7 separate regions of the Sus scrofa genome follow, and all the other regions are linked to region 7. The links are chromatin contacts, called in public HiChIP or PLAC-seq maps. All regions are on one chromosome and are shown on one strand. Each heading gives the region's core, a stretch centred on a gene start, on an enhancer-like site or on the middle of the called end of the contact. The rest is flanking DNA. Distances are from core to core; before and after follow the strand shown.

Region 1 (3,440 bases), core at 213-2,712, 410 kb before region 7:
CCGAAGAATTAAAAAGTGAGTGGCCAGGGCGTTCCCTTTGTGGCTCAGTGGTGAATTAACCCAACTAGGATCCATGAGGATGTGGGTTTGATCCCTGGCCTCGCTCAGTGGGTTAAGGATCTGGCATTGCGTGAGCTGTGGTATAGGTCCAAGATGCAGCTCCGATCCCACATTGCTGTGGTGTAGGCCAGCAGCTACAGCTCTGATTCGACCCCTAGCCTGGGAACCTCCATGTGCCTCGGGTGTGGCTTGAAAAAGCAAAAACCAAAAAAAAAAAAAAAGAGAGAGAGAGAGAGAGCAGCCAGGAGTTCCCATTGTGGCTCAGTGGGAAGAACCCAACTAGCATCCATGAGGATGTGGGTTTGATCCCTGGCCTCGCTCAGTGGGTTAAAGGATCCTGCATTGCTGTGAGCTGCTGTGTGTAGGTTGCAGACAGCACTCAGATCTGGCATTGTCGTGGCTGTGGTGTAGGCCGGCAGCGGCAGCTCCGATTCAACTCCTAGCCTGGGAATGTCTATATGCCGCGGCATAGCCCTAAAAAGGAGAGGGGAAAAAAATGTCCTGCCAGACTATGGCAATGAGATTCCCTAGAGTTAGGCAGGGCTAAGACCTCCTGCTCTCCTTTCATTCACTGAGCTGAGCATCTGTGGTGCAGTCTTCTTAGGCATCACCTTTTGTTCAGCCCTTACTGGGTGCCCTGTTGTGAATACAAAAGTATCAAATGGCATCCTTCATGTTTTAGGCCAATCCACGGCCTCAGGTAAGAGATCCGCATCTGCTTGTCAGCCCTAAATTAAGTGACTGGGTGAAAGATGATGAACCCTAAAAGCGGGGAATCATCCATAAGCACTTTTCAATGAAGTCCTTTTATTGTCTCCTCGAGATAATATGAAGTAATAATAAGATATTATCCACATATTATCCTGTTTGTCAGGTTCTAACTACAAAGCTCCTTACTTGAGTTGTCTTTGCAACGCAAACAAGACCATACCCTGTTTTCGGAAGCACAGGTGGAGAGGTCCATCTACTGAGGAGCTCAGTGGAGCTGGAGGGAGAGGACATGCCTCTCTTTTGTACCCAAAATGACTTATTTAGACAGAGCTATAAAGATGTCAAAGAGTTCTCAGGCTTTCCTTTCCACTTCTCACTGTCCCAGGGGACATCACACGTGACATTGGAATAGCCCAGGAGTCACATTACCATGCAGCCCAAACTCCCTCTTTGCCCGAATGAAAGAAGGGTTGTTGAGGGGCAACAGCCAGGAAGACTCCCAGAACACCACAGCAAGGTCGCCTGAAGACCCTGGCTTCTGCCCAAGAGAAATTTGACTCTCGTTGCAGAAATAGGAATAACTCGAAAGCTCTACAAGCCAAGGATGAAAAAACGAACCGACCTAATCAGCTTCCCTTATGAAATCAGGGCGGAAGTGAGAGACAGTAAGGCTGTAAGCAGAAGTGCAGGGGCTGAAAAGGCGGAAAGGGCTGCGCGCAAGCTACGTTCACGTTGGAGCCACACGTCTAAGCAAGCAGAAGCTGTGAAGTAGCTCGCTGTGCTTGGAACGCATTTCCCCCAGACCACTCCTTAATCCTACGGATTTCAGTTTGAACACCAGGTCCCTAAAGAAACCTCCCCGCTCAATCCTCTCCTCGTTTGTCATTCCACTTCTAGCCCTAGATGTGGAAACTTGCTCAGGGTCCCCCGTGTGTGCCCTCACCAGATCCTGTCATTTATCCCACCACGTTCACCACATTTGCAGTAAAACATCTGTGAGTTTATCGGTTGCCTCTCTCTCCCTGGCTGGGCTCCACCTCCACGGAGACACAGGGGTCACATCTACTGTTTTCTTACCGTACTTGCTTTCAGGGTTCACCCAGTGCCTGGTTGGCATCAAAAAATCAATAAATGTTTCTTGACATGTTTCATGAGAAGGAGGCTTTACTTTACGAGGACACAGCCCTGAGTAGCCTGAAATGTGGAGCCTGGCATCAGAATGAGGTTGCTGCACCAGCTTACATTCCACCAGCTGTGGGAGGGTTCCCTTTTCTCCACTTCCTTGCCAACACTTGCTATTTGTGGTCTTTTTGAGGATAGCCATTCTGACAGGTGCGAGGTGATATCTCATTGTGGTTTTATTTGCATTTCCCTGACGATTAGCGAAGTTGACAAACTAGTGGTTACCAGTGGAGAGGGGGGAGGGTAAAGCAGGCAAATGGCATTAAAAGATACAAACTGATGACAGGGTCATTTTGCTGTACAGCAGAAATTGACAGAACATTGTAAATCAACTATAATAGAAAAATAAAATCTTTTGAAAAAAAGATACAAACTGCTATGGATAAAATAGACAAGCAACAAGGATATATTGTAAGGCACAGGGAATGTGGCCATTATCTTATAATAACTTTAAAGGGAGTATAATCTAGAAAAGTATTGAATCACTATGCTGTACACCTGACAGTGATATAATATTGTAAATCAACTGAATTTCAATTAAAAAAAAATGATGAAGAAAGCAGGTTGCTGGTTTCTGTGCCTGAAGACATACCATGCTGTCTCATGTGGAGCCTGGGGCCCTGTGACATCCAAAGCCCTGAGCAACTGCAGCTCTAGTGTCCCAGCTCCTGTCACAGGACACTTAATGGTGACTTCTTGGTTCCCCACATACATCCCCGAAACAAAGAGCAGGGGAAAAGAAGCACAGACTTTGTGCCTCATGAGCAGCACTGTTCCTAAATGGTGCTGCTCAAAGCCTCAGAAAGGAGCCCGTGAATTAAAGGTTTATGTTAACCTCATTTCGTATTTCTTTTCATTCACAGGAAATTGTTTTAATTGTCCATGCCCATCTGTTCAGGGTTGACTTCACTGGCTGTTTGAAAAAGTAGCTGCATCATGCTGCTTTGTTCTAGGTTATTTAGATAGAAAAAGGACCCCAATTGGTATTTTATTAGTTGCTATACCATAATTTGTTTTCAAAATACTGGATTTTTATTTAAAATTTAGGATGCTATACATAAGGTCTTTTTTATTTAGGAGTGAGAGAAACGTTTTTTAAGAACATCACATCCAGGAGTTCCCTCGTGGCTCAGCAGGGTTAAGGATCTGGCATTGTCACTGCTATGGGCCTGGTTGCTTCTGTGGCATGGGTTCGATCCCTGGCCCAGGAACTTCCACATACCATGGGTGCACCAAAAAAAAAAAAAGAAAAAGAAAAGAACATCATGTTCAAATACATAAATATTAATAAGTAAAACCCTTCCCTTCTCTTCAATTATGCTATACTTTGTCTTTTATGTAATCCTTTTAAAGATAGCCTGGCTGTTGCACTGTCTGGTTTTTCTATACTGTTTGAGTAAGGATTTTTTATAGAATAGGTAAGATATTGCTTTGAAGCAGTTTGGACCAGACAATTTGTTGTTGGGGGCTGTTTTGGCATTATAGGA
Region 2 (3,308 bases), core at 618-3,117, 360 kb before region 7:
GGCGTCACCAGCCTTTACCAAGATGGCGGCGGGCGGCTTCCGGCACGCGCTCCCCCAATCCTCTTCCAGAAGTCGCGGCAGAGCGGCCGCCGCCGGGCCGAGCGCGGCGGGAGGCGAGAGGAGCAGCGGCCGAGCGCCAGGGGCAGGGCAGGGTGGAGCTGCGGCAGCCTCCGCCCCCGTCTGCAGCTGGCAAGCGCTGTCACCTGTGGGGGCGCAAAAGTTCCCTCCCCAAACCCTAAAGCCACACAGCACAACCTTTCCCCGAGTCACAAAAATCGTAATATGTGCGGCCCAAGGTAGGAGGCTCGGTCCCAAACGTTCCCAAGCCCTCTGGACGCGGCGGGCCGGGGAAGGGGGCTGGGGAGGGGGCCTCCCGCGCGGACACCCCTCACCGCACGCCCCTCTCTTTGGGGAAGGGCCACGTGTTTCCTTCGAGCCGAGGAGGAGGCGCCTAACGGGCACAGCTGGAAGGAGTTTAATGCTGACATTTTAAAGCTGCGTGTGTTCTGTTTTATTTGGAGGGGCAGGGGTCCCACGAACACGAAAGGGTGGGCGACGCTTTGAGGAGAGTGCAGCAAATGTCAAGATTCGGGGGCGAGGGGCCTCCACGGGAAACTTGGATGCGGGCCCTGGAGGGGGTGGAAAGAGAGGTCAGGAGTTGCGGGGTTGGCGGGGGGAGGAGGGTGTACTTTGCAAGCAACTTACTGTTTCGCCTGCAACTTGATTTGGGGCCTGCCACCTCCTGCTTTCCTTTAAAAAATAATTAAAAAGTGCAAAGAAATCTAGTTCGCCGGAGGTTTTGCATTTGGCGTGCAACTTCCTTCAAGTGTGAGCGCGCTAGGAGGGAGGGAGGGCGGGCTGGGGGTTGAACTTGGCAGGCGGCGCCTTCTTCTGCCGCCGCCGCCGCCTCGCAGACTCGGGGAAGAGGGTGGGGGACGGTCGGGGCGCGGGGGAGGGTGGGTTCTGCTTTGCAACTTCTCTCCGGGTGCGAACGAGCGGCGGCGGCTGCAGAGTGGGCCGCCCAGACGATGCGGGGGAGGGGGACCCTCCGGCACGCGACTCTCCCCGGGCCCAGAGTACGTATGCGCGGACCCCCTCCGCTCCCCGAAGCCTCCCCAGAGGGCGTGTCTGGCCTTCCAGTCCCGCAAGCGGCCGACGCGCTGCGGCACTGTTTCCGTGCAACCCCGCAGCCCCGTGTGAAGTGACACGCTTCGCACAGTTCGGCCCGGGGGCCACGGCGCGGACCACCCCCGCGGCTGTGCTGCGGGCCGCGCCCTGGCTCCCGCAGCCAGCCCGCTGTCACCCGCTGGGACGCCGGCGGCGGTGGCCGCCGAGGGACAGGGCGAACCCCGGAGTGGGTCCGGAGTCGCAGAGCTGGGCGGGGGCGGGAAGGAGCGGCGAAGAGAAACTAGAGAAACTCGGTTCCCTCCGGAGCCCGTCCCAGAAAGACCAGGTCGGCCGCCGCCGCCTCTTTTTTCCTGGGGCGGGGGGGGGGGTCGGGGGACGGGGATCGGCCCCGCGCGGCCGGAGGGCTGCCTGGGTGGGGGCCGTGCCTGGGGCCGCCGGCGTGCAGGCGCCGTCGCGGCCGGGGCGGCGGGGCGGGCGCGGAGGGCGTGGGGGCGGGGGCCACGGCCGCCCCTGCAGTTGCCGAGCGTCGCCAACAGGTTGCATCGTTCGCCGCCGCCGCCGCGCGGCCCCTCGGGCGGGGAGCGGCCGGGGGTGGAGTGGGAGCGCGTGTGTGTGCGAGTGTGTACGCGCCGTGGCGCCGCCTCCGCCCGCCCCCAGCTCGGTCCCGCTTGCTCGCCGCGGCCGGGCGGCCCTTTCGCGTGTCCGCGCTGCCTCCCCTCCTCCTCCTCCTCCTCCTCCATTTTGCGAGCTCGAGTCTGTGACGGGAGCCCGAGTCACCGCCCGCCCGTCGGGGACGGGTTCTCGTGGGTGGAAGGAGCCGCCGCGGCTGGAGCGGCTGGAGCGGCGGGGCGCCGGCAGCGAGGACGCGCGCCCGGGAGCCCCGGCCGGCGGAGCGGGGCGGGGGGCCGGCTTGTCAGCGGGGAAATGGGGGACTTTCTTCGCTAGGGGCCCTCCCCTCCCCCCATGGAGAAGGGGGCGGCTGTTTACTTCCTTTTTTTTTAAGAAAAAAAAAATCGCTCCCGCTCCTCCTGCTTTCACACGCTAAGTTGTTTATCTCGGCTGCGGTGGGAGCCGCGGACGGCGGCGGTGAGCGGCGCCGCGGGCAGAGGTAAGGGGAGGGGAGCGGCAGGCAGGACGGGCCGGGGCCGGGGCTGGGGCCGCGAGGGCGCTCGCCCCCCGAGGTGCGGGGCTGGGGCTCGGGGGCCGGCTCCCGGGCCGCCGCCGGAGCCTGCAAACTTTTATTAGCCGCGGGGAGTGGGGGTGGGGGCCAGCGAGGGCCCGGTGGTGGTGACGAAAGGGCAGCGGGCGGGTGACAGCGCTGGCCTCTTCCTCTCCCTGGGCCGCGGTCCCCGGGCCGGGCCGAGGGGGAGGAACCCGAGCTCGCAGCGAGTGGAGCCTCGTCGAGCCGCCCGGGTTTCCAGCCTCGGCTTCCCTGGCCAGGCGTCCTTGCCTCTGTGTGTTGGCCCCCACGTCCCTTTGCTTTTCGCTCCCAGGAGGGCCTCCCGGACATCCCCTTTGCGGGTGAACGCTGAGCCGCATCTGGATCCTACTCGCCCGAGTCTTTGCACTCCACCGAGAGCGCCCGAGCGCGAGCAGGGTCTGTGCCGAGGTGCCAGTGCGTCTCCCTGCTGGCGGGCGCTCAGGGTGTGTGTGTCTGTGTGTGTGCGCGCGTGGACACATGCGGGGGGCTGACAGCCTGCCCCTCGGAGACTTGGGCCGGGCTGGCGTTGTCTGGTGGAAGTGGGCGTGTCGGGGGAAGAACTCAACAGGTCTGCACACATTTCTCTTTGAACCCCGCACTTGCTTTCGCCCCCTCCTCCGAAGGTTTGTTCTTTGGCGCTCGGCATCCCTTCGCGTCTGACGTTTGGAAGCGGCCCCCTTTAGGAAAAGACCCTCCCCAGCCATACTCGCTGCGTGGTGCGGTTTGTGACACGCGCTGGTTTGTCGCTGGGAGATTGCAGACGTGGTAATTGCAGCCCTGTAATGCCACTTAAGACCCCTGGCCATGGTTCGTTAAGGCCGATTACTGGGACAGGGTTATTTGCAATGTAAACGGGGGTATTAGGTCCTTTGAGGGTTCGTTTCGTTTTATGGAGTATTGTTTTGGTTTCGAGTTTGAAGGCAGCTGTCAAAGCGGCCTGGAAATTCATTAGGCTCCAGTTGATTCGTGGTGTTTAGAG
Region 3 (3,610 bases), core at 75-2,574, 300 kb before region 7:
GGGGAAGGGAGGCGCGCTTCCTTCTTAGGCGAGACAGACTTTTGCCAGCCACTTGCATTGTAATTTTGAAAGAGTCTGTCTTCCGCTCAGTACTCCTAATTCTTATGGCGCAGTTGTTACAATCTAGTCTGTAGTCCTTATAGAAAGTGATGGATAAGTAAAAAACCAAAATTAGCACTCTTAAAGGAAGCCTGGTACAGCTAAGCTCAGGTATTGACTGTCTGCCTAATAGGTAACAATCTACATTGCTGTGAATTGTTTTACTATCGTAAAAACATGCCAGCTTTCTGTATTCATCTGGGAGAACCATTTATTGGCAATGAAACATATTTATGCTAGAAATTAATGACTAGTCCTTAAAGTAACAATTTTGTGATTCATATTTTGGCCAGTGGCAGATGTTTTCTGCTCTGTTTTAAACTGTGGGTGAAAATTTTGTCAAAGTTACTGTTTTATTCATTCCTTTTCTTCGGCTGCCCACCCCCATCAAAACCTTGCAGTTTTATGTAGCTGTGTAGGCTCACCTCGGATATTGCAGGTTCATTTCCGGACCACAGCAATAAAGTGAGTCACACGAATTTTTTGGTTTCCCAGTGAGATGAAGGTTCTGTTTACACTATACTGTAATCTGTTAAATGTGTGGTAGCATTATGTCTTTAAAAATGCCTACCTTAATTTCAAAATACCTTACTGCGAGGAGTTCTCTTGCGCTGCAGTGGGTTAGGAATCCTCTGACGTCACTGCCGCAGCTTGGGTCGGGGCTCTGGCATGGGTTTGATCCCTGGCCTGGCAACTTCCACATGCTAAGGGTGTGGCCAAATAATAAACGAAATACCTTGTTGCTAAAAGCAAATGCTAACTGTCACCTGAGCCTTCACTGAGTTTTGGTGGTAACATGCAAGATGACTCACTGATGGCAGATCACCACAGCAAATAGGATCAAGTTTGAAAGAGTGTGAGGGTTACCAAAATGTGACACAGACGTGAAGCGAGCAGATGCTGTCAGAAGAAACGGCACCGAGAGATTTGCTGACGCAGGGTTGCCACAAGGCTTCCACGTGTAAAAAGCACCGTGTCTGCACAACGCAACAGTGCAAAGCACAGTAAAACGAGGGGTGCCTGTGTTTGTTGAACTGTTGAGTTACTAAGTTTTTTTTGAAGTGATGATTTTTGTTGACAGTAACAAGTCTAAAAAATACTTTGACACTTCAAATTGAGGGCTTTATCTTCAAAAGCTCCAGTTCTCTTCAGAGCTGTCGCTGGACGAGAATGTCAGATCTGCACTGGTATTCAGCAGGTTTCTGTTTCCTGCACACAGAACTAACTGCTTACATAAGAACTCATTTTTAAAACACTCGAATGGCTGACTCTTCAGTGTTGCTCTCTTAAGGAAAGGATTTGGTTTAGTTACAAGTTTTGTAATAATTCTGTGAAGATATAAACTTTGATAGAATGTTTAAAATTAGTTTGTGAGAATAGTGTTGGTTTTGTTTTTAAATCTTCTGCAGATTATTTCAGAAAAAATTACTATTATTTGATCATAATTACATATCAAATTCAAAGCTTGCAGGCTGCAAGTTTCCTACTACCGTAGTTACCATTTGTCTGTTCTCAAAAAAGTGCTGGCGATGGTGCCCTTGAAATTTTTACACTCCAAGGAATATCCTCAACACTTTTAAGGCACAAATCATGTTACAACTTTTGCTTTCATAGTTTCTTTCCTGTCTCAACATGGCCTCTGAAATGCTAGCAGACACCAGTTTAGAAGAGAGAGAAGTTAATTTTCTAATAAATATGCTAAATTGAACTGCAGTAATCTATACTTATATGGACCATGAAAAAATAAACCAGGAGTTCCCCTTGAGGCCCAGCAATAATGAACCCAGCTAGCATCCGTGAGGACTTGGGTTCCATCCGTGGCCTCGCTCAATGGGTTGAAGATCCGGCATTGCCGTGAGCTGGGGTGTAGGTCGCAGACGCAGCTTAGATCTGGCATTGCTGTGGCTGTGGTGTAGGCCAGTGGCTACAGCTCCAATTTGACCTCTAGCCTGGGAACTTACATATGCCATGGTTGTGGCCCTAAAAAGACAAAAAATAAAATAAACCAAAGCTTGCTTGTTTTTCATTGCTAAATTTAGCAAATGTGAAACGACATGATGGCTTATGTTGCTTACTGTAATTTATGTAATTTTATTAAGAAAATGTGTACACAGACAAGCACTGAAGTCACAGTCCATATACATTATATATAGTGCCGCAGTACTTGATATTTTCAGGATGTTTTGACTGATATTTAGTTATATAATTCACCAAAAGATCTTACTAAAGTAAGGAAAATGTTGACTTCTAGAACACCTCACATGCGTTTTTTAAATATAGTCAGACTTTTTTAATCTCTATCTGCTAAATAGATAATCAGAGACTATTGGTGAAAAGTACTAATTCTAGCTCTCTGATAACTGTATGTTGCTTTGGGCATCGCCTGACCTTAGCCTTAGTTTCCATGAAATACGAGCTCTAACCTCATGTCTGTAAACATCCTTTTATCACTACAATATTGCACTAATTTAAACCACCATACATTTCGGTACCCAGGAATTTATTATTGGTTATGTGCTAAAAATTCAAAAAGCTGTAGACTTCTAAAATAAATTTAAAATACATTTGAATAAACTTTTAAACTTGAATCTCGATTCAGATTGAGACTTTTCCTCTCAGAAGAATCAAGTGTCATGGGACTAGTTCTCTAACGAGGTAAGTTTTAATTTCTGAGTTCTGAGTTTTAATTTATGCATCTATAAAATGAGACTGGTAATAATCTTTCAGATACTGATGAGGAATTACAGAGTAGATCAGGTGTCTAGCACGTAAGAAGTGCTAGATGGTAGCTGTTACTGTATAGTCCAGTTGAGTGTATAATTATGCCACCTTAGTGCCTTTAAATTAAATAACCACAATTTTTTTTGGCTTGATCAGTCTTGTCAACATTAGCTGACAGGTTCATTGATACCCATGAGTTTTTCTTAGTCAAGACACCTAAGTTTTCCATCTACAAAACTGGTAGTGTGGCTAGACAGCGCCTTTCTAGTCACACTGAATAGTATTAAGTTTATTTTACTTACATTAAGTGATACGCATTTTACAAAATAACACCGAAGTTATTCATATCATTATATAGCCCCAACTGGATACTCTGGTAGAGCAGTATTATTTCAGAAAAAATTAAATACATTTCAGAAAATTCGAAGGTCTGGTATGTTAGGCATAAATGTGTCAGAGCTCCTCTGAGGGTAAAAGGGGTGAATACTGACACCCCGTTTCTGTTTTTGTAGTTGTGATGCATGGCCTCCGTGTTATTCACCATTTAATGGCGAGTGTGGCATTATCCTCCTGTAGAAGGTGAATATGCCAATTTAAGAGTTAAGTCCGTATAACAAGATCTGAAGGCAAACTGGAAGTGACCTGGATCCTTGGATAGCTTCTCATCTTAGATAATCTCTACTGCATTGTGATGCCGAGGATAGCCAGGAAGGAGGAAAGCCGGAAATTATTTTTGATGTTTAACTTCACCTCCAGCCTCGCTACTTGATGAGTCCCACAGTCTTCTAAG
Region 4 (3,126 bases), core at 490-2,989, 500 kb before region 7:
AGATACCGCCGTCCTAAAGTTATACTGACGGCATGATGCCTGCCGTGGGAATGAGCAAGACCCGCGGAAATGTGCCAGGAGGCCATTTTGACTGTGATGCGGGAAACAGAACACACCCAGGCAAATGGTTTGTGGACAGAGCCCAGCTGTTTTAATCCATGACCTGGAGAACAGCTCTGGCAAGGACCCCAGCCCCAGATTTAGCCTCTTTTAGGCATGAGCCACGAATCATGATAGCTTGTACAGCCAGAGGTCTTCGGTATTCTCAGAAGAGTCTCTTGGAATTGTGGTGTCATGATGGGTTTTTCTGCTGGGTTAAGGGGCTCCCATGGCTCAGATCAGCTGAGCTGTGCTTTGGCTGTGCTGTTGAAGTTTGCTGAAATACTGGATCCAGCCACCAGTATTTGTATGGTAAGGCAGCTTAAAACTCCCACGAGCTCATCCAGGTCCCATTGGCCCTGGATCCTAACCATCATGGAACATGCCTGGTGCTGTTCAAAAGCTTTCTGACACTTAATCCTCCCAGGAACCCAGAAATAGTTATCCCGATTTTGCTAAGTCCACTGAGGCTCAGGGCGGTGAAGCACATTGCCCCGGGTCACTTACCTGGTCAGGAGTAGAGCTGGAATTCAAGCCCAAGTTCCTGTGAATAAACACCCATGTCCTGCCCACCACACACCCAACGTAACCACCAAAGTGTAACCTGTAAAACAAAGACTATTTTCGAAACATAATGAGGAAAAAGCCACTTTTCCATAGGTGACTAGGACTTGAGAGGGCTGAGTAAGTTTCTGTCAAACTGGAAATCAAGTTATTGTGGGCACTCCTATCCAAGCAGTATGATGACATGATGAGGAAAGTGGTGGTGCTGGTGGTGGTGGTGGTGCCGATGCTGGCAGCAGTGATATTTTTCACTCACCAAGCTCTCTGTGCCAAGCACTTGGATTCTCACACTGACCCTTTTCATTCTGACAGTGAGCCGGGGTAGGGGGTTGTGTGGTCAGACATACACACATGCACACAAAAGTCCTGCCCAAGAATCCAAGCGTGCACAGCCAGGACATGGCAGGCCTGGCATGTGGCCTTGGGTCCCTGATTCTAGAACCTGTGCTTAGAACCACATCTCTGCACCTCATGTGACGTGGAGTCCTCATAAAAGAAAACAGACATTGGAAACGTTCCACCAGCTTCCACTGCCCTGATGGCCACTCAGATTTACGCATTTTATTCCACAAGGCTCAGACATATTTAGACACTTTGAGGTAATCGTGACCTGTCACAGTTTATCTGGGCTGTTCATTGTCAGAGAGCACGTATAGGCTTCAGGACAGAATCATCCTCTGCTTTGCATCAGTGGGGTTTTTTTTTTATTACTATTATACAGCCGTTTGTTAACAGATGAGCTCCACTGCAAGGAGAAAGCCAGTTTTGTGGAGCTGAGATTAATAGAGGCGCTCAGCCTAGCTGAACTGGGTAATTGCCTCAGTCTTTTTATCGTTGTCATCACGGGCTCCCACACAGCTCATAAGGACATCAGTCATGACTATGATGACATGGTGTCCTCCAAAAACACGGAGAGAGAACCAAACGGAAATCTGCTCAAGGCCCACAAACTCCCGAACCTGAACTTTAGAGCCGCCCATGATTTGCTCCCCTGGATGGAGCTGAGCTGCTCCTGTGGTTCCCAGCCTCCTCTCCTCGCTATCAGAGGCTGGTAGAATGGTGACGTGTGCCCGCTGGGTGCCAGCCAAGTTGGCGGCAGCTGCACATACCAAGGGCATGGCGTTTTTGCTGGACTTGACAGCAGGCTTTCACACATAGAATTATAAGTTCTTGTTCGCAGAGCTGCACACAATCTCAAGGCTTTCTTTTCTAGAATCAGTGCCAGAGTGGGCTGCTCAGGCCAGAAGGCATCACTTTCAGGTGGCTGTTTGGGAACTTCAGCTTCAGTGAGGTGAGGTCTTTCTTCCTGTCTCTGCCTTTTACCAACCTGTGTTCCGAAGGTTTTCTCCATTTGCAGGCGAGGCAGGGAGTGGGGAGAGAGAAGGCCAGAAGCAGGTGGAAAAGCAGCTGCCTTGGCTGTCCTCCTCTGGGAGAGTCCTGGTGGGAATCGCATGCCCAAGGCTCTGAGGAGACCTGCGGTATAGACAGGTTTGTCTCAACTTGGTTTGGCCTGGTGTTACCCAACCTGTTGCAGTACCCAGCTCTTTTTGAGGATGGGAGTTTATGTGGCTCTAAAGCCACATTCTCCCAAGTGACCATGGCCCCCGGACTCTGGGGTAATGCAAATGAAGAAGACGGCACACAGGGACCAGGGGAACCGTAAGGAATGCCATGGACTTCATGGCGCCCCCACCCACTTCTTGAGAGTCCTGGGACATCCTGACCCAGAAAGTTTTTCACAATGATCCAAATTGAAAACAACTGCCCACAGTATCTTCCAATAGTTCCAACCCAGTCATAGCTGATGCTGTGACTTCCTGCGTCATGATGTAGTCGGGGGGGAGGAGGCGGTGTTCACCAACCGCTGTCCTGCTGGGTCTCACCTCTTCTTTTAATGTTGCACGCAGGCCACTGCAAGGCTCCTTTGAACCTGTACGAGATTTCGGAATCCGGAATTTACGTGTAGATGGCAGCTTTGCATTCTTTACCTCCTTCGCCCTTATTTACAGAGGCCTGAAGTTAAAGTCCTGACATAGATTCTCATGCAATTGAAAGAAAGGGAAGTTGCTGGAGCCATTGGAACCATCCTGGCAGGGATGAAAGATGGGAGAAAAGTTTGAGGGTTTTCTGCTCCCTCTGAGTTCACTACTGTTGAACTTAATTCTGTTTCGGTCCCTGACCTATGTTGGATTAATAACATTGGAACTCAACAAATACTCAATTACCCCGATAGAGCACTAGTGTTCCAGAGAACCCAGTTTGGGGAATATTTTCTTTACCCTATCCAGGCCTTGTTTGCAGGCAGAATGCTAAGAATTCTTTAAATATTTAAACATACCTTTAGTTCCCCCGTACACATAAGTCAATTCTCCTTTGGAAAAATTAGAGCATTGCAGGTAAAACTAAGGTCCCTTTGACCAGGACCCTCACCCCTGGTCCCTTTGCCCTCATCTCAGAGGTGAT
Region 5 (3,553 bases), core at 471-2,970, 320 kb before region 7:
TTGCAGGTGCGGCTCGGATCTGGCATTGCTGTGGCTTGGGCGTAGGCCGGCAGCTATGGCACTGATTAGACCCCTAGCCTGGGAACCTCCATATGCTGTGGATGCGGCCCTGAAAAAAAAGACAGAAGACAAAAAAATTAAAAAAATAAAACTGGGATTAGCATTTGCCGTTTCATACGGTAATGCTTTACTAATTTTGAATTGTAGCAGTGGGCTAAAAATTAGGATAGTTGATGATGTAAACAATACTAAAAATTGGCCGTTATCTCTAAAAAATATCCATGGCACTTTACAAAAAAATAAATAAGTCAAGACAGTTTAATTTGAATTAAACTAAACAATTAGCAATAGCAGAGATGCAAATTGTTTTGATTATGTGCTCCAAGTATGTAACATATAAATTACATGTTCTGCCACCTCTAGCTGCTATGAAGACTTTGATTCACCAAATCTTGAATCACTTGGGAAATTCTCAGGCTGTGTGCCAGGTTTACTAAATTAGAATTTGGGGAGTTCCCGTCGTGGTGCAGTGGTTAACGAATCCGACTAGGAACCATGAGGTTGCGGGTTCGGTCCCTGCCCTTGCTCAGTGGGTTAACGATCCGGCGTTGCCGTGAGCTGTGGTGTAGGTTGCAGACGCGGCTCGGATCCTGCGTTGCTGTGGCTCTGGCGTAGGCCGGTGGCTACAGCTCCGATTCAACCCCTAGCCTGGGAACCTCCATATGCCGCGGGAGCGGCCCAAGAAATAGCAACAACAACAACAACAACAACAACAAAAGACAAAAAGACAAAAGACAAAAAAAAAAAAAAAAGAATTTGGGGGCTCAGGATTGGTTGTCTGTATACTGAGAAAGCTTTCCAAATGCTTTAGGTATTTTTTCTGCAAACTGCTGGTAATATAATAGCTGTGGCCGTTACAGGAATAGTATCATATTTAGATATTAATAATATTTGTGGCTGAAAAATAAAGCCAGCGTGTAAAAAAGATACATGTTATAGAAGATGTTGAGATTTCAGCAATACAATGAAAATGTTTTTTCCGTAATTGCGAACATGCTAAATTATAGTTACAGAAGGGGAAGTGACTTCATGGCATTCCTCTATAAACCAGGAAGGTATATCCAGGATAATCACTTCATGCTATTAATTGAAACATTAAATACAGTGGTAATTTTCTGCTGTACCAATCGCAGTAAGAAGAAAATTTTCCTAAAGATTATTTGTTTGGGATAAAGTGCATAGTGATCTTCCGATTGATCCTAGGATCAGTTCATTTCTGTATCTTTATATCTGTGAACATGTCTATGTGATTACATTTGTATATATTATTTATTTCATTCTGCACATAATGTAGTACCAAGGCAAGCAGCATAAACTATAAAAGGGTATCATTTTGCCAAGCGTATTTTCTCATCACTGCCATGCAGCAAGTGTATGTTTACCCACATGTGCAACTGTGCAAAATCTTAGAAAGCTACAAAGAAAAACAAAAGGGACTGGGAACGTGGCGAGGGCTTAAACTGTACCTACAATTATATAACAAAACCCACTTGATCTGTTAGGTCATCTTTAATAGGTCTCTGAGATGTGTCACAGCCCTGTCTGATGTTTGGATTAAAACTGGTTTGAAAAATTTAAATGGCTTTTGACCCATATAGTTATTTCCTAATAAGCATGTGGTATAACTGGAAAGCCGTGACACTTGCTGGTCTGGTGCAGCGTGTACAAACTGCTGTCTTCCAGTTAGAAACCCCTGGATGGCTTTTCCAAGCCTCGTGTGTGTGTGGGGGGGGTCAGCCTTTGAAAAGGAAGCCGTTGTTTTCTTTATCTTGTCGTTTTCATTAGCTGAGAATGTAGTGCAGTGGGTAACTGATGAATAGTGTGGAAATGTTTTCCGAAAACCATTAAGTATTTATAAAATTAATTATTAAATGTTGAAAACACTGTGTTTCCTTTCTTTAAGCTGTATGTTTCATGGCCTAACACAGCGGGGAGTGTCTGTGTTAAATGCGGCTCTGCTCTGTCTGATGTTGTTTGTCCGTTGTGAGGGGGTAAATAGAGCCCTGGACCCATCCATCCATTTTTTTAAAAAAACAAAAGAAATTAGTCTCATACATACGCTGATAATTAGAATCTTGACTTTTTGAAGGTTCCAAAAAGTTTTTAGATCAGCCTCCCCCCTTTTTTTCTTTTTGGCCATGCCCATAGCAGGGCCAGGGATTGAACCTGCACCACAGCAGTGGCCTGAGCCACAGCAGTGACAATGCTGGATCCCTTACTCGCTGCACCGCCTGGGAACGCCAAGATGAGCCCTCTGTAGAAAGTCAGGCATGTGGAGTGCGGGCAAATGACTAGACACAGATTGGTACAAAATAATGGGAATCTTTTAATGTTACTCTCAGGCGTTGAGATTTGATTCCAAAGGCGGTAGAGCACCATTGTGTTTTTTTGAGCCAGGATTGACTTGTTCTAAGCATGTCGGAGAAAAATTTACTCCAGCAGTCTTTTTATTTATTTACTTGTTTGTTTGTTTGTTTATTATCACATCTGTAGTTGTATAATGGTCATCACAATCCAGTTTCATGGGATTTCCATCCCACAGCCCAAGCGCACCCCCCACCCCTCAAACTGTATCCTCTGGAGACCATAAGTTTTTCAATGTCTGTGAGTCAGCATCTGTCCTGCAAAAAAGTTCCGTCTGTCCTTTTTTCAGAATCCACGTGTCAGTGAAAGCATTGGATGTTGGTGTCTCGTTGTATGGCTGAATCCACTTAGCATGATAATTTCTAGGTCCATCGTGTTGCTGAAAATGCTGGTATTTCGTTCATTTTAATGGCCGAGTAATACTCCATTGTGTGTATGGACCACATCGTCTCGATCCGCTCCTCTGTCGACGGACATTTAGGTTGTTTCCATGTCTTGGCTGTGCTGCAGCAGTCTCGTATAAGATTAGTGCCATTTTGTTTCACTGGAGGAAGAGGGAGCTGGAGAAGAGAGACCGCATGGAATGGTAGTTACATGAGCCGCTGACAAACCTCAGGCCAGCAGCAGTAGGAGCAGGAGCGGGAGGGAGGCGGTGGAGAAGGGACTGTGCACGGACAGAGGTGGGGGTCGTTTGGGAGACGCCACGAGGCGGCTGACCCTGGAGAACCAGGGGTTTCTGACGCTCCGGACATATTTCCACGGTGATCAGTTACCCCGTTGTTGCTAAATCCAGTGAGCTACTGTGTGCCAGCCCCATGCCAGACACCAGAACCCTGTTTGTAAAGGCCTCTTCCTGTGGTTTTTGTAACAATGTATTACTTGTTTATTTATTTATCTATTCTTGGCGTAGTGGATTTACAGTGGTGTCTTAGTTTCAGGTGTACAGCCAAGTGATTCAGTTATACACACGTACATATGTACACACACACACACACACACACACACACGTTCTCAGATTCTTTTCCTAGACAGGTTATTACCAAATACGGAGTATAGTTTTCTGTGCTCTACAGTGGGTCCTTGTTTATTTATTTATTTATTTATTTTTAATTTTTTTTTTGTCTTTTTG
Region 6 (3,373 bases), core at 397-2,896, 460 kb before region 7:
TCACCTCCCCACCTACTTGCATATTGTCCTCTGTTTTCAATATCATATATCATTATCATTATCATATCATCCTCTGTTTTCATTATCATATTTTGTCATCACCTTCCCTAGAAGGACATTTAAAAAATAGGCTCTGGAGCCAGGCTTCCTGGGGGGAAAAGTGACCCCACTACTTCCTTAGCTGTGTGATCCTGGTAAACTGAGTGCCCTCCCTGTGCCTAGTTCCTCATCTCTAAAAGGAGATATGAATAGCACCTACCTCATAAGGTTATTTGAGAAGTAAATGAACGGAGCACTTAAAACAGTACCTGGCCCATGGCGACCTCATATGCGATTAGTGTTGTTCTAGTCAATAGATGGCAAACTCTGGTTTTGAAAGGTCAATAACTTACACAAGGTCACGCAGGCTCTGAGGTGCAGAGCTGGCACTGGCTGATGGCAAAGCTGTAGTGATGGCAGTGCTGTGCTGCCTCCTGTTTAACACACACGGTGTACTCAGCAGGCACAGCTGAGCATGGCAGAACACTCAGAAGAGACAAACGCCCTTTGACCATCAGTTTCACTTCTAAGAATTTGACTGAAGCTTGAGCAAGTATATAAAGGCCCACGGATAAGGATGCCTATTGCGACATTATTTGAGATGGCATCAGACCAGGGTACATTTTCAGTGAATAGGAGTTCTCTCTGTGGTGTAGCAGGTTAAGCATCTGGCTTTGCCTTTGCAGGATCAATCCCCAGCCAGGGAACTTCCATAGGCCATGAGTGCAGCCAAGGGAAGAAAAAAAAAAAACTAGAATATAAAAAGGCTGTTAAAATGTAGTACAAACTAAATAAATCAGTGTTTCTCTCTGTATGATCTGTTGAGTCTGAATTTTCATGGAAAATGTCAAATTGACTTTTTAAATATCATTGGGGAACAGGCTGTGGGAACTCTTCCCAGGCTAGAGAGAGAATTGGGACTCGAGTATTCTTTTCCTCTCTCTCTCCTCCCTCTTCTTTTTTTGTTTTATTGAAGTAGAGTTGATTTACAATACCGTGTTAGTTTCAGGTGTACAGCACAGTGATTCAGTTATATATGCATGTTTGTATTATGTATTCTTTTTCGGAGTATTTTCCCCTATAGGTTATTGAAAAATATTGAGTATAGCGCCCTGTGCTATAGGTAGGTCCTTGTCGGTTATCTATTTCACATGTAATAGTGTGTATATGTCAATCCCAAACTCCTAATTTATCCCCCACTGATTCCCCTTTGTTATCTTCCTCTCCCTTGATGGCTCTCCAACTCTGAGCACCAAAGTGCCTCGCATGTCAAGGTTCGCCAGACCTAGGAGCTCAACTTTATTTCCAGAAGGAAAGAGAGTTCCTTTACGGGTGCTGGTGCCTGGCCCACCTGTGATAGGTGGGGTGAGCGGTATGCAACTGGGTCCCCTGCCTATGACCGCAGGAGACACTGCGGTTCTCCAGACTCACGCTGCCGTGTGGACCAACCATATGGAAAACGAATACCTGGATGGTCGGGCAAAGGCTTAGGCTTCTTTTTTTTTTTAATTAAAAAAAAGGTGTTATGCTGTTTAACACAGAGCACTGTGCACTTCCCTTTGCATGTGTAGACACAACCCTGCTTGAATCTGTATTAAAAAATAGAATTGGCAATGGCTTTTGCTCCCCCTGAGCTTGCCAAAAAGGTTGGAAGTGAGCATGCTTCTTCCTGCCTCTCTTGGCTGTGTTCCCTCTTAGAAGCTGGTGGAGACAGGATCCTTCTCTTCCATAACTTTCCCTTGAGCGGTAAGTGGGCTAAGGGGTGGGGTCCAGGAGAAGCACCCCCACCTTCCATAATCAAGGAGGTGCTGATGTAGAAAGATCAGGTGCTGGCAACAAAACTGAGGAGCTTCTGATGAAGTTCCCATGCTGTTTAATCCTTAATCATCCCTCCTGGCATACTTCCCATTGCTACTGCTTGCTTAAAATTGGAAAGGACTAATTGCCTCAATCTGTATTTTCTATAAAGCCAAGCTCAATGCAAAACCCACAGGGACTCCTTGCATGATCACCGTGACCTAATAGGCTATTTTATTTGCTTCCAAGAAGCTTCTTCCATCTTCCTCTTACATTCTAAAATTTTCTTAGTCCCAAGTGACAGTCAGCGATATGGGAGATATCGAAATGCTTCCTGCAGAGAAACAAGATGTTAGTTGAATTCCATACCCATCTCTCCAAATGGGTTTAATTATCAATGCGGTTTGCTGCCATGAACGTGAGTCTTTATGGAAATTACCTTAACTATTTTGTTTTTCCTAAAGACTATTCTGGAGATGAAAATAATCATTAAGCCTCACAGCTTCTACACCAAAAAATGTCAGATTGTTTCAGCTAATTAAAATTGAAATTTGAGGGCTCTTGTGATCTCAAATATGTCATTCAAATGTAGGCTTTCTCAGGAGAAAAAGTTTGTTGCACACTTCAGGAATGAAATTACAAGATCCACCCAAGTTATTGCATAAACTTTTGGTTTCTACACAAAGGCTAATCCTGTGCACATGCAGAGAAGCCCAGCCCCAGGTGCTGTCCCTTCTTTGCCAGAGAGACAGCTATCTCTCCTCCTAATGCTTGAATTCTGCCTTTTGTGAAAATTACCTTAAACCCACTAATAGCCACAGGAGGAAAATATAATCAATCCCTAATAACTTGCAGTCAATTTGTTTGTTAAATCTTTCCCTCTCTTGGAACTCAGAGTGTTTTCCTCCCCATTGCTTTCCTTTCGTAGATATGGCTAGAGGAAGATGCATAGGCAAAATGAGTACATATTATTTAGAAAAGAATTTAATTTCTTACCTCCTAATAAGAGATGTGGTAGGACACAACTGCTTGAAGGGAAGAAGGAAGGAAAAGGTTGGGCTGAATGTGGAGAGACAGAAACAGGAGACAGAAGAAAAGGCATGGAGAACCTTAGCCACAGTGGCATTGGGCCAGGATGGAAATGCTTACCAGGGGAGGGATATAGGTAAGGTGTGAGCACAGAATAAGAGAAACACGCCAATTTCTACAGAAGGCATTCGCATCTCTGGTTACCTGTGCACACCAGCTCTGTAAGAGTAACACATTCCGAAAATAATATTTAGACTTGGAGTCTCACTTTTTATGCATGGAGGTGAATTCTAAGAAATCAGAGCCAGTTTCCAGTCCTGAAAGCATTCCAAAGCGATCCTGTTAACAGTCCAGCTCCAACCAGGTAGCCATCCCTGAGCCAAATAACTAAGAATGCAAGCATGGGGGCGTGGGGCTTCTTCGAGCCCTGAAGAGATGTTCTCACAGAAGGGTTTGAGGCATTCTGTGACTTGTGTGACCTCAGGGAAAGTAACTTTACCTGCGGGAG
Region 7 (3,091 bases), core at 571-3,070:
CAGGCAATAGCAAAATGGGCAAAGGACACAAAGAGGCAGAAAATAGAAGCGGACACCCAGTAAACAGGCCTATGAAGAGATATTTAAACTCACTGATTATCAGAGAACTACAAATCAAGACAAGGATGAGCTATCCTTTTCTACCTACTAGACTGGCAAAAAAAAAAAAAGAGAGAGAGTTGGATAATGGCCAGAGTTAGCAGGAAGGGGGAACTCTTCCCGTGGGGCTGGAGGCCCCGGAGAGACGGCTCTAGGTCACGACCTGAGCACCTTCCCTCCAACGAAGCGGACACTACTCTCCTCCAGGGTAAACCCCGACAATACCGCAGCGACATCTGCGCCCATGCCCCCTCTGTGAGAACCTCCAGGGAAACACAACAAGGACTACAACCATTTACACGACAGAAAACCCCAGGTAGGACAGAATAATGTAAATCAACGATAATCAAAGAATTAACAAAACAAAACAAAAACAAAAACAAAAACCCACACAGGTAGGAGTTCCTGTTGTGGATCACGGGTTAAGAATCCATGTCTGTGAGGATGTGGGGTCAATCCCTGGCCTTGCTCAGTGGGTTAAGGAGCTGGCATTGCCGTGAGCTGTGGGGTAGGTCGCAGATGTGGCTTGGATTCGGTGTGGCTGTGGCTGTGGTGTAGGCTGGAAGCTGCAGCTCCGATTCAGACCCCTAGCCTAGGAACTTCCATATGCTGCAGGTGCAGCCATGAACAAAATGAAACAAACAAACAAACAACAACAACAACAACAAAACACCCCACAAGTACATGAAAGACATGAATTGGCAAGAGTACACGTTAAAAGTACACAATAGAACGGTGGACTGCGGGAGGACAGGAATAGGAGTTGGGAAAAGAACTAAAAGAGAAGTGAGTGAGTGACTTAAGGAGGAGCCTGTGAGGATCCCGTGCCACAAGCCAGGGAGCAAGACTAATTCTCTCTCTCTGGACCCGAGATCCAAAGAGAAGAGAGAAGAAAGCAAAGGGGAGAAAAGTCTCTGCAAAGAAATGTGCATGCATTTATCTGCTGTCATCCCCTCCTTGGCAACTGGGCCATTTGGAAAACACCAGCAGCTGCCAGCCATTAATTATGGCCCTGCCTGACATCCCACAGGCACTGTATGCCCTGAGAGAAACTTCAAGATAAAAGCAACAAATTCAGAACTGTCCCCGAAGGAATTCCCTCCTGCTACCTGTCACTTCAAAATATGCTGGTTCTGTGGTGAAATGCTGGCATTTGAGTTCTCACCAAACCATTTTCCAGAAAGGAAAAGGCCCAACATTTGGAATCTGGCTCTTAAAAGGTAACAGCACAGCATCCCACGTTTAAATTCATATCCTATAGACTTCTTACCTTTAAGTGTTTCAATTGCCTCATACACAGCTGCAAAACCACCAGAGCCTGGGCAACAGCGCCACCTGTGGCGGAGGAGCGCCACTGCGTGGGGTGCGGTGAAACTCACGTCACCTCGGCAGGAATTGGAAAGGGAACGGGCTTGGCAGCAGAGGGGAAACGAAGCTAAGGCTCGTGTGATGTCAAAAGAAGTCCTAACCCTAACCCTAACCGGAGCACTTCTCTGGTGTAGCCAGCTTGGAAATCAGTGAACAGAGCAGTTTCTAGAACAAGAGCACCCTAGAAAAATAATTTTTCTAAACTACTCCTGGAAAAGTGACCGGTATGTTTAACCCATCTGTCCTCTCCCGCTTCCCATATGAAAAGGTGAGCAGCTGAAGAATCAGTAGAGACTCAAGGCAGCCAACTCTGTCCCCTGTGAATAACAATGGCAAGAGCCACATGCTGCACGCGCCTTGTTTCCACAAACGGAACCTTCTGTGTTGTTCTTTTCCTAGGGAGGTAGAATATCCCTGTGGTTAACAGCAGAGTTAAATTAGAGCCAGGCAGAACTCAGATTAAATCACATCTCCTGCATTGACCAATCTCAATTTCCTAATCTACAAAGTAGGTCAAAAGCACCTCGCAGAGCAGTGCAAAAGCATCAGAGGAGCTAATGTGCATAAAAACCCTGAAACACAGTGAGGAGCCGGTAAGCGCTATCCATGAACAGCTATTATTGTAAAATACACTCGCTGTTGACAATGCAAAGCATAGAGAAATATTTCAAGGTGAAGGTCGGTGTCTCCCAGCAATCTACCCCCTGTGCTGATTAAGACTTTGACGAGGAAGCGTCTCCAGGACTGTGCCTCTCAATGTCTCTAGACAAGGCAAGTCATTTATTTTTATCCACACATGGTTCCACCACCTGAGTTTTAAAAACGTAAGGGAACAATATACGGAGGGCACCGTTTTGGCAAATATACCAAGATCTCGCCTGTTCTTTTTAGAGGGTCCATAGTGCTCTCTGCTATTTGTCATCAGTGTCTTATTAACCATTTAGACTGTCTCCGATTCTTTGCTATCGTGACCGATGCGCCAATGAACTTCTTTACAGAAATGTCTTTGCATTCCCATCTATCCGTCAGGACAAACTGCTGGGTCAAAGGATATTTACTTTTGAAAGGCTTTTAATACATAGTCCCCAGATACTTAATACATATTACGATATGGTAAAACCAGCTGGCATGCCCACCAGCAGAAGCACGGTCATCTTTTAAATCTACCGGTATGTATCTCAAGGAGGGAGAAGCAGATTCATAACGTCAAAAGTTACAGGCAAGGAGTTCCCGTCGTGGCACAGTGGTTAACGAATCTGACTAGGAACCATGAGGTTTCAGGTTCGATCCCTGGCCTTGCTCAGTGGGTTAAGGATCCAGCATTGCCGTGAGCTGTGGTGTAGGTGGCAGACGCGGCTCGGATCAGCGTTGCTGTGGCTCTGGTGTAGGTCGGCAGCTACAGCTCCTATTAGACCTCTAGCCTGGGAACCTCCATATGCCGCGGGAGCGGCCCTAGAAAAGGCAAAAAAAAAGTTACAGGCAAGCTTCAGGTCTGGGCAGGGGGTCTCCTTCGATGTGTCCCTGCCCCTCCCAGTTCCTAGGTCCTTTATTATAGAAATGTGTCCCAGAGCAGGGCAGGGCGTGGGCCTCTGTCCTCTCTTGTCCTGGTGGGTCCCGTGATGTC

The links. HiChIP or PLAC-seq counts read pairs in DNA pulled down with a chosen protein or histone mark.
Region 1: a contact with region 7 is called in an H3K27ac HiChIP or PLAC-seq map of alveolar macrophages. The contact joins two enhancer-like sites.
Region 2: a contact with region 7 is called in an H3K27ac HiChIP or PLAC-seq map of skeletal muscle, with 11 times the contacts expected there. The contact joins the promoter of NR3C1 here to the enhancer-like site in region 7. A contact is called at or near these places in 1 of 5 promoter capture datasets (liver), 14 of 47 Hi-C or Micro-C datasets (alveolar macrophages, embryonic fibroblasts, epiblast stem cells and 8 more) and 2 of 2 datasets of contacts at active chromatin or transcription factors (alveolar macrophages and skeletal muscle).
Region 3: a contact with region 7 is called in an H3K27ac HiChIP or PLAC-seq map of skeletal muscle. The contact joins two enhancer-like sites. A contact is called at or near these places in 1 of 47 Hi-C or Micro-C datasets (skeletal muscle) and 2 of 2 datasets of contacts at active chromatin or transcription factors (alveolar macrophages and skeletal muscle).
Region 4: a contact with region 7 is called in an H3K27ac HiChIP or PLAC-seq map of skeletal muscle, with 4 times the contacts expected there. The contact joins two enhancer-like sites. A contact is called at or near these places in 2 of 2 datasets of contacts at active chromatin or transcription factors (alveolar macrophages and skeletal muscle).
Region 5: an H3K27ac HiChIP or PLAC-seq map of alveolar macrophages shows a contact between it and region 7. The contact joins two enhancer-like sites. A contact is called at or near these places in 2 of 2 datasets of contacts at active chromatin or transcription factors (alveolar macrophages and skeletal muscle).
Region 6: an H3K27ac HiChIP or PLAC-seq map of skeletal muscle shows a contact between it and region 7, with 6 times the contacts expected there. The contact joins two enhancer-like sites. A contact is called at or near these places in 2 of 47 Hi-C or Micro-C datasets (both in skeletal muscle) and 2 of 2 datasets of contacts at active chromatin or transcription factors (alveolar macrophages and skeletal muscle).

What each region holds. Positions count from the first base shown.
Region 1 is chr2:144,977,198-144,980,637 of Sscrofa11.1, reverse strand. No RefSeq gene overlaps it. Among named protein-coding and RNA genes, the nearest start is that of NR3C1, 49 kb to the right of the region's middle. Within about 2 kb of position 1,462, at least 26 of the 83 cell types and tissues checked have an H3K27ac peak or open chromatin away from gene starts, as enhancers often do. A contact at or near this core is called in alveolar macrophages, where this site is marked.
Region 2 is chr2:144,928,256-144,931,563 of Sscrofa11.1, reverse strand. NR3C1 (nuclear receptor subfamily 3 group C member 1) reads left to right here and starts at 1,867. Exons shown (of 10, transcript NM_001008481.1): 1 at 1,867-2,236.
Region 3 is chr2:144,866,850-144,870,459 of Sscrofa11.1, reverse strand. The region is part of intron 3 of NR3C1 (nuclear receptor subfamily 3 group C member 1); the gene reads left to right. Among named protein-coding and RNA genes, the nearest start is that of NR3C1, 61 kb to the left of the region's middle. Within about 2 kb of position 1,324, at least 25 of the 83 cell types and tissues checked have an H3K27ac peak or open chromatin away from gene starts, as enhancers often do. A contact at or near this core is called in alveolar macrophages and skeletal muscle, where this site is marked.
Region 4 is chr2:145,070,029-145,073,154 of Sscrofa11.1, reverse strand. No RefSeq gene overlaps it. Among named protein-coding and RNA genes, the nearest start is that of NR3C1, 140 kb to the right of the region's middle. Within about 2 kb of position 1,739, at least 25 of the 83 cell types and tissues checked have an H3K27ac peak or open chromatin away from gene starts, as enhancers often do. A contact at or near this core is called in skeletal muscle, where this site is marked.
Region 5 is chr2:144,884,033-144,887,585 of Sscrofa11.1, reverse strand. All of the region lies in intron 3 of NR3C1 (nuclear receptor subfamily 3 group C member 1), which reads left to right. Among named protein-coding and RNA genes, the nearest start is that of NR3C1, 44 kb to the left of the region's middle. Within about 2 kb of position 1,720, at least 2 of the 83 cell types and tissues checked have an H3K27ac peak or open chromatin away from gene starts, as enhancers often do. A contact at or near this core is called in alveolar macrophages, where this site is marked.
Region 6 is chr2:145,031,819-145,035,191 of Sscrofa11.1, reverse strand. No RefSeq gene overlaps it. Among named protein-coding and RNA genes, the nearest start is that of NR3C1, 100 kb to the right of the region's middle. Within about 2 kb of position 1,646, at least 5 of the 83 cell types and tissues checked have an H3K27ac peak or open chromatin away from gene starts, as enhancers often do. A contact at or near this core is called in alveolar macrophages and skeletal muscle, where this site is marked.
Region 7 is chr2:144,569,205-144,572,295 of Sscrofa11.1, reverse strand. The region is part of intron 12 of ARHGAP26 (rho GTPase-activating protein 26); the gene reads right to left. Among named protein-coding and RNA genes, the nearest start is that of ARHGAP26, 270 kb to the right of the region's middle. Within about 2 kb of position 1,820, at least 14 of the 83 cell types and tissues checked have an H3K27ac peak or open chromatin away from gene starts, as enhancers often do. A contact at or near this core is called in alveolar macrophages, fetal skeletal muscle and skeletal muscle, where this site is marked.